Linked DNA regions of Zea mays: region 1 is linked to region 2. Evidence: chromatin contacts called from public Hi-C data. All regions are on one chromosome and are shown on one strand. Each heading gives the region's core, a stretch centred on a gene start, on an enhancer-like site or on the middle of the called end of the contact. The rest is flanking DNA. Distances are from core to core; before and after follow the strand shown.

Region 1 (6,527 bases), core at 860-3,359, 280 kb before region 2:
CGGAGGCTTGTTGGTGCCGCCGAGGGGCCAGGGTCTTCGCTGGCGCGCCACTTTGAGGCCGAGGTGGTTTCGCCCACGCCGTCGCCTACCGTCGTGCCCCCTGGTGACGCCGAGGGTGACGTCCTCCCTCCTCCGACCGCATAGGCCCGACCCCTGCCCCGCGGGGTTTTGAAAATTTGAATTTGTATAAATCGTACCGAGAACTTAATTTTTAAAGTTCTATTTGCATGGTGTGTAATTTTCCTGCTTTTTTGTGCATGTTGCTCTGTCTTACTGTGGTGTCCTCGTTAGAACGTGAATTACCTTTTAGGAAGGGAATCGTGAGTGAGGAAACCGTATCCTTGAGGCATAGGTATTCCCGCGACTCGGCTATCATTCCTAATCGGGATGTCCCTTGTTCTTGAGGGTTTCACGTTATGACTAGGGCGAGGGTACGAAACATGTTTTTTTAAAACTGCGAGAAAAAACAACACAGAGGAGGGGCTCCCCCTACTAGCCCCCGAGGGAGTCTTGTATTGAAAGCAAGGCCAATCCTCCCTTGAAAGCTATACTTTACTAATCATGAGAATAGTACAATTCAGCCATATGCCTAAGGATATAAGCGATATAGCTGTTCTATTTTCTATGCATTGCTGTAGACTTTTCCTTCCTCGTTGCAGAGCTTGCACGTCCCTGGCTTTAGCATCTTGGCGATGATGAAGGGTCCTTTCAGGGAGGAGTGAGCTTGTTACGCCCTCGGTTGTCTTGTCGTAACCGAAGTACCAAATCACACTTTTTGAGGGATTATATACGTCACCGTTCTCTAAATTTAGTATACATATACGTATATAGAGTGTTGTTGGAAACGCTCTTATAACCTAACTCTATTTCCGAAGCTAGCGGGATTGACCGCTGGCCTGATGTACGCGGGAAAAAGAATTGCCATGTACTGATGTACACAGAACGAGACAGCCCATACTCCCACGTAGGGATGGCAACGAGTCGGGTTCGGATCGGGTATGGTAAATACCCGCCCGCGACAATACCCGTGGGCATTACTTATACCCGCCCGTGACTATACCCGCGGGTAGGATTTTGTACCCGTGCCCGTACCTATCGGGTATCGGGCGGGTATCGGATACCCGCGGGTATAATTACACTTTACACAAAAAATCAAACTGCTACATAGGGACACATAACTCTTTGTTGACACTCATATATAGCTACATAAAATCACATTTGACATAGCGTTTAGACTTTACACTAATATATCATATACAAATAAATCAAACTACTACACATGTGTTGTGAGCTGGCTGTCCTTGCGACTGTTGCCGTCTGGCTGGGTGTCATCTGGCTGTTGCCTGCTGCCGTGCGGGCGTGCTCGTGCTCCTGACCGTGCGGACCAGCAAGTGCGAAATGGACCCAAGGCGACTGGGTGAGTCAGCGGCTCCAGGCTCAGTGAGACCGTTCGAGGTTGGCGGCAGTGGGTGCCTGGGCAGGTCACAGGTCGAGGGACTGAGGTGTGGCTGATCCGCCGATGGCCTGCCCTAGGTTAGAGACGGAGTGCGGCTGGCCGACTGTGCCTATGCGGGCTAGGCTAGTTGAAGTTGGGCCTACAGTTGGGCTATAATTGGCTCATATTTACATATTTTCGGATATCCACGGAGGACCCGCGGGTAAAGTACAGTATCCGAACCCGACCCGATGTTACCTCGGGTCGGGTACAGGTAAGACCCGCGGGTGAAATATTGTACCCGAAACCGAACCTGACGGGTCGGATATCCAGCGGATATCCGAACCCGCGGGTAAAATTGCCATCCCTACTCCCACGCCGGCAAACCAGAAGCAAACAAACGTCGAGACGCGCCCGGGCAACACCGTCATTTTCCTGGCCGGGAAGCGGACACCCGAAAAATTTCAAAATCCAAGTGCCCAACGGGCCGTTTTCGAACCGGACGCTGCCGGCCGTCTGATGGGAACGATCGGATGACCCCGGCGGCCGACGGTGCTTTGGAGGGAACGCGACTGGGCCGCCCGATCCGGTGCCCTAGCCCCCCCGCGCCCACTATAAAATCCGCCCCCTTTCTGGGCACTCGCTCATTTCATTTACCACACCACCTTCCTCTCCTCGCTCTCCCTATTCTGGACGGCCGACTCGCTTCTGTGAGGTAAAAATGCGGCGTGGAATCCTTGTTGCTTGCGTCTAATTCGGATTATGTTTAGTGTCCGCGTGGGGGATTTATGTCTGGTGGTAGCTGATTTCGTTTTTTAGGTTCCGTTTTGTTAGGTTTGAATTTTGGGGCTAGGTTTGCGTCGATGTATTCGCCGGTGGTGTTAGGTTTTGTTGGGTGTTGCGGTTTGCTTAGATCTGCACCACTCCAAATTTAGGTTCGGCGTTTGATTGTCAAATCATGAATCCTGTTGCCATTTCGGGATCCTAGAAGTTCTCGGTTCCTATTTCGGGATTTGGGTGTTTTGGTTTTGTTCGTAGAATTTCAGGTAGATCTCAAGCTGTTCCTCATTTCCCTGTTTTTCCCGGATTTGATTGGTTTCTGTGCTGGTGCTTGTTATTCCTCCATGGATCTGGTTCTCCACTCCTGTTTGGGAGCAATGTCCCCATCATTTTCTCGCTTCTAACCACCCTTCAGCTCCCCTCCCACCTGCAGCTACCGGCCTTAGATCCAGCCATGAGGGAGATTCTCCACATCCAGGGCGGCCAGTGCGGTAACCAGATCGGTTCCAAGTTCTGGGAGGTCGTCTGCGACGAGCATGGTATCGATCCCACCGGACGCTATGTCGGCACCTCCGACCTCCAGCTCGAGCGCGTCAATGTCTACTACAACGAGGCCTCATGCGGCCGCTTCGTGCCGCGCGCTGTGCTCATGGACCTCGAGCCTGGCACCATGGACAGCGTCCGCACCGGACCGTACGGCCAGATCTTCCGCCCCGACAACTTTGTCTTCGGACAGTCTGGCGCGGGGAACAACTGGGCCAAGGGCCACTACACAGAGGGCGCAGAGCTCATTGACTCCGTGCTTGACGTTGTCAGAAAGGAGGCTGAGAACTGCGACTGCCTCCAAGGTTCATTTCGTTTTTATCATACTGAAATGCTTGCTGTTGTTTGCCTTTTGACCTGAAAGTGTACTGTTAATTATGCTTATGTGATTGCTCTGATGTGTGTTAGATGTGATGAGAGCACTCAACTTTATGCTGTTATTACTCTTGGAAGGCACGATTATTTAGCCACAAGCATGCTTGCTTTCTATTCTACTTCTAATTGGTGGTCACTTGGTTGTTGGCCAGTATTTGCATCTGATAAGCCTTTGTATTCTATATTGTTGAATATAATTGCCCATTTATCCCTTGTCCTACGGTACTTGTAGGATTCATCATTTTAGGCCACCAGATTGTTATTTTTACTGTTAACTGCAGTCACATGGCACATGAGTTTCTTCACCAATATTGATTTGTATTAGTTTTAACTACAAATGAACTGCATCGACAAGGATTAGGTTTTCTACACATATTGTTTATAGTCTGACCCTGTTTGATTGATTTCATATATGAAAGACTTCAAAAGTGTCATGAGGGATATGTGATTGACACCCGCAATAGGTATTTTCTTATGTGATATTGGACCACACATTGCCCTTCTCTTTTGTGAGAGAACAAATTTAGGTTGTCTCTATTTGGTTTGTGCACAGGTTTACTATGATGGTAACATTCAGGTGTCCTTAGTCTCACTATTTTTCTTAACTTGCTGTAATCAGGCTTCCAAGTCTGCCATTCCCTTGGAGGAGGCACTGGATCTGGAATGGGCACGCTTCTCATTTCAAAGATCAGAGAGGAGTACCCTGATCGGATGATGCTGACATTTTCTGTCTTTCCCTCGCCCAAGGTGTCAGACACTGTTGTTGAGCCATACAATGCAACCCTGTCTGTCCATCAGTTGGTTGAGAACGCTGATGAATGCATGGTTCTTGACAACGAAGCACTTTATGACATTTGCTTCCGAACTCTGAAGCTGACGACCCCTAGCTGTAAGTTGATTTAAGCTCAAGTTTAATTTTCCTGTTTTCAAAATGTGTTATTTGCGATATGCATTGTCACAAGATTTATATTCCTATGATGGCTTTGCCACAATATATTTTTGCCCAATAATTTCATTGAGCTTTTATTTATTCGTATTGTTAGCAGATTAGATATACATGGCTGCCGAAATAAATAAAAAAACAAGCTGTCATTTGATCTGTACCAGATTTCAATCAATGATTTTGCTTATTGTTTATAGAAACCATGTTGTCATTTAGTATTTTGAAATTCTTGAATACTTCTGACATTTTGTTTCTGAACAGTTGGAGACTTGAACCACTTGATCAGTGCAACGATGAGTGGTGTCACTTGCTGCCTCCGCTTCCCAGGACAGCTTAACTCTGACCTGCGCAAGCTTGCAGTCAACCTGATCCCGTTCCCTCGGCTCCACTTCTTCATGGTTGGCTTTGCGCCACTCACCTCGCGTGGCTCGCAGCAGTACCGTGCGCTCACTGTCCCTGAGCTAACCCAGCAGATGTGGGATGCCAAGAACATGATGTGTGCTGCTGACCCACGCCATGGTCGTTATCTCACAGCCTCTGCCATGTTCCGTGGCAAGATGAGCACTAAGGAGGTTGATGAGCAAATGATTAATGTCCAGAACAAGAACTCGTCCTATTTTGTGGAGTGGATCCCCAACAACGTCAAGTCCAGTGTTTGTGATATCCCTCCGCGTGGCCTCTCCATGGCCTCCACCTTCATTGGCAACTCCACGTCCATCCAGGAGATGTTCCGCCGTGTGAGCGAGCAGTTCACTGCTATGTTCAGGAGGAAGGCTTTCTTGCATTGGTACACTGGTGAGGGCATGGATGAGATGGAGTTCACCGAAGCTGAGAGCAACATGAACGATCTGGTGTCCGAGTACCAGCAGTACCAGGATGCCACTGCTGATGAGGAGGCGGAATACGAGGACGAGGAGGCCATCCAAGACGAGTAAGGGTGGTTTGGGCCCTGCCACATTTGTACCCTTGTTTCCTTTCATTCCGGGGCTTGCCTATGGTTTGCTTGTTGTATTCGCTCAAGTTATGCGGTATGTAGTAGTACTTTCGTGCGTAGCATGCTGTATGCTACCACAAAGACTTTGTTCACCTGCACTGCTTGATATGCCAGCCATGGCATATGTGACGAGTATTTCATTATTTTATCTGCTTGCTTGCTCCTGTGATGGTTCCTTCCTATGACATTGAATGCGAATTTGCCCATTGCTCACGTTGGATCTGCATGGCTCCGACGTATCCAAGTGCTACCTAAATAAAACTTTAATCAAGATATTTCTATTTTTGAAGGAAAATTAGTTCATTTTTATTTAGAAAAAATAGGAATCTTTTTGGAAAATAGTGTTCGCAGTGTAGCCCTAAAATTGCCTGCAACAGTATTTGTTTTTCTCGGGGATCTACATGCACAATGGAAGTGAGGAGACTTTTAGAATATGGAGTAAAACGGACAGAAGACAAGAATGAAATCTCTGACCACTTTATTAATAGGATGCTTTGCTTATATAGATACAAAGGAGTGCCTTGAAGAGGCCAACTCAATAGGTGTCTCTACAACCCAAGGGGTCTATTGAAGAGATGAGATCATTTCTCAATATTCCCCCTTGATCGAATCCGGCATAAACATCCCAATAATGTTGTTAATTCCTTTAAGAAAAACCTGTGGAAAAAACTTAGGAATTTATGTAGGTTAATTAGTATCAAGTGAACTCCTCAAAACCCAGTGGGAAAAATAAGGAGTAGAACCATGATATGTTATTCTTTTCCCATGGACTTCTAGCCTAAAGAACAATAATATGTCTACAATCATCATCTCAAAAAACCCAAGTGGGAAAAATAAATGATGAGACATACAACTAAGGTCAATATTTTTTCTAAAATAATAATCGTGTTGATAACGTGTTAGAATATGGAGTGAAAGCGAGAGATAGAAGACAACAATGAAATCTCTGATCACTTTATTGATAGGATGCTTTGCTTATATAAATACAAAGGGATGCTCTTCAATAGGACAACCCAATAGGTGTCTCTACAACCTAAGAGGTGTATTGAAGAGATAAAATCATTTCTCAACAGAGACTAGCCTGAAGATTGCCTGCTACAGTAGTTTTTTTCCTTCGGGATCTAGATGCACCTTGGGAGGGAGGAACTTGTTTGAAGTATCAGCATGGACTCACAACGATTTACCAAGACTTGTTTTGTAATTTGTGATTTACGAAAGAAATAATGGAGAAGATAGAGAGGGCTATAATTCCTCATTATCCATTTTTAAATAGTGAGGAATTTAAATCCTCTTAATCTCGTCCATTACACTACTTCCAAACAAGCCATTAGATTTGTAAATAAATAAGGATGAAAACGGATACTTAGATATAATTTTTTTATTTATTTCATTGATTGTAAATAAATAGAATATAAAATACAGATTCATGTTTTTAGCATTGAGCTTATAAAGTATTA
Region 2 (5,848 bases), core at 71-2,570:
AGTATGTGGCCCTAGTTCTCTCTTTGCACCACTAGCACAATGCTGACCATCTGGGTTGTGGCTGCAACATAGAGAGGAGGGTTTCACCTGGGTCAGGCGCAACTAAGACCGACGACAAGGTTAGGAACACCTTTATCCGATTGAGGGCCTCCTGGGCTTCAACAGTCCAAGAAAAATGGTCGCTTTTTCTAAGGAGTCTGTAAAGGGGCATGCCCTTCTCTCTGAACCTAGAGACGAACTGGCTGAGCGCAGCGACACATCCGATTAGTCGCTGCACTCCGTTGAAGTTCTGGATGGGGCCCATGCATTGGATGGCCTCTATCTTGTCTTGGTTAGCTTCGATCCCACGGTCAGAGACCATGAAACCTAGGAACTTACCCTTAGGGACCTTGAAGACACACTCCTCAGGGTTCAACTTGATCTGAAACCTTCGAAGGTTGGCAAATGTCTCCTCTAGGTCGGTGATGAGGTCACCGTACTTATTGGTCTTCATAACAATGTCATCAACATAGACTTCCACGCTGCGCCTGACTTGGTCGGTGAAGTACTGGAGCATGCAACGCTGGTACATGGCCCCGACATTCTTCAATCCAAAGGGCATGGATACGTAGCTGAACGTTCTGAAGGGAGTGATGAAGGTGGTGGCATGTTGGTCGGTCGCTTTCATGGTGATCTGGTGATAGCCCGAGTAGCCATCCAGGAAGGAAAGGAGCTCGCACCCGGTGGTGGAGTCTATGATCTGGTTGATGCGTGGGAGAGGAAAATGATCTTTGGGACATGCCTTATTAAGGCTTGTGTAGTCAACACACATGCTCCAGCTCACATTCTTCTTCTTAACAAGTTTAGGATTCACAATCCACATTGGGTGGTGTATTTCTCTTACAAATCCTGTGGCTAAGAGCTTTACGACCTCCTCGTCGATGGCCTTGCGCTTTTCCAGGTCGAAGCAGCAAAGCCGCTGGGCGACTGGCCTAGCCATCGGCTGAATGTTCTACTCGTGACTGGTGAGCCGTCTTCGGGCCGGATCACATGGAAGGCTAGTGCGAATTGAGATGGGCCTTTGTGGATCGTGATACCTGCGCCAGTTGTGCGAGTGATCCGGTCCTCCACGCTCATGGCGAATTGAGAGGGATTCGCGGCCAGATTGCTCAGTCCTCAAAACGTTAATTCCGTTTTGTCGGCCCAAGATCACCACCCTCTTTGCCAACGAACGAACGAACAAGGCGCACCAAATGTCCAAACCTTAAAACCGACGGAAAGAGAAGACCCACATCTCACCGTTCACTCTCCCTCTCTCCTCCCCCTCCTCCCAGATCCCGATCCGCGGCTGCCTCCGGCGGATCCAGCCGCTTCCTCCCGCCGCAGATCCGCCGCGGCCGCCATGGAGAAGCCATGCTCTCTCCTGGTCCACTTCGACAAGGGCTCGGCCGCGATGGCGAACGAGATCAAGGCGGATCTGGAGGGCAGCGATGGCCCCGCCAAGGCCGACGCCATGCGCCGCGCCATCTCGCTCCTCCTAAACGGCGAGACGCTCCCGCAGCTCTTCATCACCATCGTCCGCTACGTGCTCCCCTCCGAGGACCACACCGTGCAGAAGCTCCTCCTCCTCTACCTCGAGATCATCGACCGCCGGGATCCGGCCGGCCGCGCCCTGCCGGAGATGATCCTCATCTGCCAGAACCTCCGCAACAACCTGCAGAGTCCCAACGAGTACATCCGCGGCGTCACGCTGCGGTTCCTCTGCAGGCTCTCCGAGCCCGAGGTGCTCGAGCCGCTCGTGCCGTCCGTGCTTGCGAACCTCGAGCACAGGCACCACTTCATCAGGAGACACGCTGTCTCCTCCGTATCCGCGATCTACCGCCTCCCGCATGGGGACCAGCTCATCCCGGACGCGCCGGAGCTCGTCGAGCGGTTCCTCGCATCTGAGCAGGACGCGTCCGCGCGGAGGAACGCATTCCTCATGCTCTGTGCATGTGCACAGGACCGCGCTGTCGCCTACCTGCTCTCAAACGCCGACCGGGTTGCTGAGTGGCCCGATCTACTGCAGATGGCCGTTGTGGATCTCATCCGCAAGGTCTGCCGATCCCAGAACCGTGCCAACAAGGGAAGGTATATCACCATCATTACCTCGCTGCTCTCCACGCCCAGCACAGCGGTTGTTTATGAATGTGCTGGCGCGCTGGTGTCACTCTCTTCAGCACCCACGGCAGTGCGAGCCGCTGCCAACACCTACTGCCAGTTGCTCTCTTCGCAGAGTGACAACAATGTGAAGCTCATTCTACTGGATCGCCTCAACGAGCTGCACACTTTGCACCGGGATGTCATGGTGGGGGTGGTAATGGATGTGCTTCGTGCACTGGCCAGCCCCAACTTAGATGTCAAGAGAAAGGTTCTTGATTTAGTTCTCGATCTGCTCACCCCGCGTAATGTTGAGGAGGTGGTGCTTTATCTCAAGAAGGAGGTGGTCAAGACGCAAGCTGGAGACCTCGAGAAGGGTGGCGAGTACCGTCAGATGCTGGTGCAGGCCATCCATGCCTGTGCTGTTGAGTACTCAGAGGTGGCTGGGTCTGTAGTACACCTCCTTATGGACTTCCTTGGAGACACCAATGTTGCTGCAGCTGTTGATGTTGTTCTGTTTGTACGTGAGATCATTGAGACCAATCCAAAGCTGCGTGTTTCCATGATCCAGAGGCTAATTGATACATTCTACCAGATTCGAGCATCCCGGGTCTGCTCATGTGCTCTCTGGATTCTTGGGGAGTACTCCCTCTCTCTATCAGAGGTTGAAAGTGCCATTGCTACCATTAAACAATGTCTTGGGGATCTACCATTCTACACTGTATCTGATGAAGGGGAGGCAACTGATTCTGCTAAGCCAGCCAAGGCAGTGGTGAACTCTGTCACTGTATCTTCCAGGCGGCCTGTTGTTCTTGCAGATGGCACTTATGCCACACAAAGCGCTGCTACTGAGACCATTTTGACTCCATCAGTTGCTCCTGGGTCATTGGCATCAACCCTGAACCTCAGATCACTCATTCTATCAGGTGATTTCTTTCTGGCTGCTGTTGTTGCATGTACCCTGGCCAAGCTTGTGCTGAGGCTGGAAGAAGTGCAGCCATCTAAGGTTGAGTCAAACAAGGCTTGCACTGGAGCATTGCTGATCATGACATCGATTCTGCAGCTGGGCCAGTCTTCTTACCTTCCCCACCCAATTGATAATGATTCATATGATAGGATTGTGCTGTGTGTGAGATTGCTTTGCAATACTGGTGATGATGTCAGGAAGATTTGGTTGCAGTCATGCAGACAGAGCTTTGCGAAAATGCTTGCTGAGAAGCAGTTCAGGGAGACAGAGGAGATGAAGGCAAAGGCACAGATCTCTCATGCCCAGCCAGATGATCTTATTGATTTTTACCACCTGAAGAGCAGGAAGGTAAGAAAAATAACTCTTGTTGCATTTTCACTTATCGAAATACCACTATTTTCTTTGTTGAACCGATATTAGTTTTAGATAATGTTGTCTCAGTAGTGCATTATAATGATGATTCCCTTAGTGCTGTTGCCAATTTGTTGATGTCACCAGAAGTAAATTTTTATTATCTAGAATATAAAATGCTACTCCATGCTGCATCTGAAAGCAATGAACTCCTTTTCATTTACTTTACAGCTAAAAAAAGTTTATAAAGGGATATTACACTAGTGATAAAAGCATCCGAATCTGTAGTTTGTGTTCCTACATCGTCTTACAAGTTACAACCTATTTTTATGTTTTTAACATTTCTATTTGGCCTTTGGTGGCCTTTAAGAGTATGTCAACTTATAGTCTATAAACAGTAACCTGTATGAAATCTCCCCACTCCCTGAATGAAATTGAAGCAATAATTTGTCACGTCCGACACACATTTATCTCTCTTCGCTTGCATTGTCGTGTCATGCAATGGTTGTTCTGTAAACAGTCTTGAACAAGGTTTTTTCATGCTCTTGTGATTTTATGGTGTGCAATGCTTGCATTGTATGGTCAATGTTTGTATGCTCGAACTTTCTGGTGTAGTTCCATTGAATTTCATGGTCTATTTTATTTGAACTTCTGGTCCATAGTTCAAGTCATGTTGATCTTTCAAGAGGTAATATAGTATTTAACTTTTTTATTCGGAAAAGGAAAATCACGTTTTCTGGGGTAGGGAGAAAGCCAATTAGACAAATAATGTTTTTGAGCAGTTGTCCCAGTGATGTTAGGTAAATTGCATGTAAAGGTAGACACACAAGTTGACCACAAATTTGTTCATGTGTGGTGTGACTAAGGTATGCTCTTAATGTTATGACAATGCAATTCATGGCCTAAGTCTGGTGTTGTCTTGGTTTGCACGACACCTTGCCACTTCTAGTGTGGCTTTCACATTTGCTCTTTCAGTTATTAAAGCATGCTATTTTTGTTGTCATAGGGCATGAGCCAGCTTGAGTTGGAAGATGAGGTGCATGATGATTTGAAGGCTGCAACTGGTGGGTTTACCAAGGATGCAGATGACGCAAACAAGCTCAACCGCATTCTTCAATTGACTGGGTTCAGTGATCCTGTGTATGCTGAAGCATTTGTAACAGTTCACCATTATGACATTGTACTTGATGTTACTGTAATTAATCGCACAAAGGAGACACTTCAGAACTTGTGCTTGGAATTGGCTACAATGGGAGACCTCAAACTTGTTGACCGCCCTCAGAACTACACCTTGGCTCCTGAGTCTAGCAAACAGATCCGCGCTAATATCAAGGTTTCATCAACAGAGACTGGAGTTATATTTGGCAACATAGTTTACGAGACTTCAAATGTGATGGAACGATCAGTGGTTGTCCTAAATGATATTCACATCGACATCATGGATTACATCTCACCTGCTACCTGTGCTGATGTTACTTTCCGGAACATGTGGGCAGAATTTGAATGGGAAAATAAGGTAACATGCTTCTCTGTACGTTGCAGTTGTGAAATATTTGTTTCAGCAAAATGTTCTTAAACTGTAGCCTCCTTTATACTCAGTTTTATACTAGCACATAAGGTTTTAAATAGGAGGTTAAGAAATTTAGTGGCGACCTTCACTAAAAGCTATAAAAAGCCATAGCAGGATATAGCAGAAGCTACTTCATTCAATGGTTTTATAGGAAAAAAATTCTTAATTAATTATGCATGGAGAACATTTATAACTAAGTAATTTACATGAATGCGGATACACAAACACATGTATAGTTTACTAGGAGAACATGTTTCCACGCCCATTACTTTACATTTATTAAAGCAATCAGCATACTCAGCAGCTACATCAAAATTCATGTTTATTCACATTCAATATTCAACAATTCGTCAACTGCTCGTTACATCCTTTATTAAGTAAGGAACATAATGGGGAGATATATATTATACTTTATAGAGTAAGGAATGAATATTTGCCTTTGTTAGGGTTACTGTGCTAAATAGGACAAATGGTGGTCTCTGGTGGAGCTAAAGCGTAATTATCGACGTTACCGAAAAAGTTGGGAATGTTTTAGCGGTAAACCGTATGAAAAATTTATAGTGGGTTATTTAGAACCATTTGTAAAATTGATTCCAGATTTTATAAAATATTCTTATCCCCATGGGGCCATAGATCTATGCAGAAGTCGTTAGCATTACTTTGTCTATATTATTACTGTTAGTCTACTGCTACCGATAAACCCTGCAGAAAATCTGTCAGCAATTCTGGATACATAATACTAATTTTTTTTTCAGTGTTTGATTTCTCTAGTCATTTTCATGCAAAACAGACACAACATAAGTTTCTTGTATGCAAATGGATGAGAGAAAAAAAAGAGTTTC

What was found. A called contact is a pair of places that touch in the nucleus more often than the background predicts.
Region 1: a contact with region 2 is called in a Hi-C map of endosperm, with 4 times the contacts expected there. The contact joins the promoter of LOC542418 here to the promoter of LOC100384840 in region 2. A contact is called at or near these places in 3 of 25 Hi-C or Micro-C datasets (bundle sheath, ear and endosperm).

Annotation. Positions count from the first base shown.
Region 1 is chr3:48,155,010-48,161,536 of Zm-B73-REFERENCE-NAM-5.0, reverse strand. It overlaps LOC542418 (beta-5 tubulin), which reads left to right and starts at 2,109. Exons shown (of 4, transcript NM_001111988.1): 1 at 2,109-2,150; 2 at 2,649-3,063; 3 at 3,753-4,022; 4 at 4,338-5,282. The coding sequence starts at 2,670. The coding sequence ends at 5,011.
Region 2 is chr3:47,873,458-47,879,305 of Zm-B73-REFERENCE-NAM-5.0, reverse strand. LOC100384840 (Retrovirus-related Pol polyprotein LINE-1) reads left to right here and starts at 1,320. Exons shown (of 4, transcript NM_001322360.1): 1 at 1,320-3,433; 2 at 4,443-4,952. The coding sequence starts at 1,382.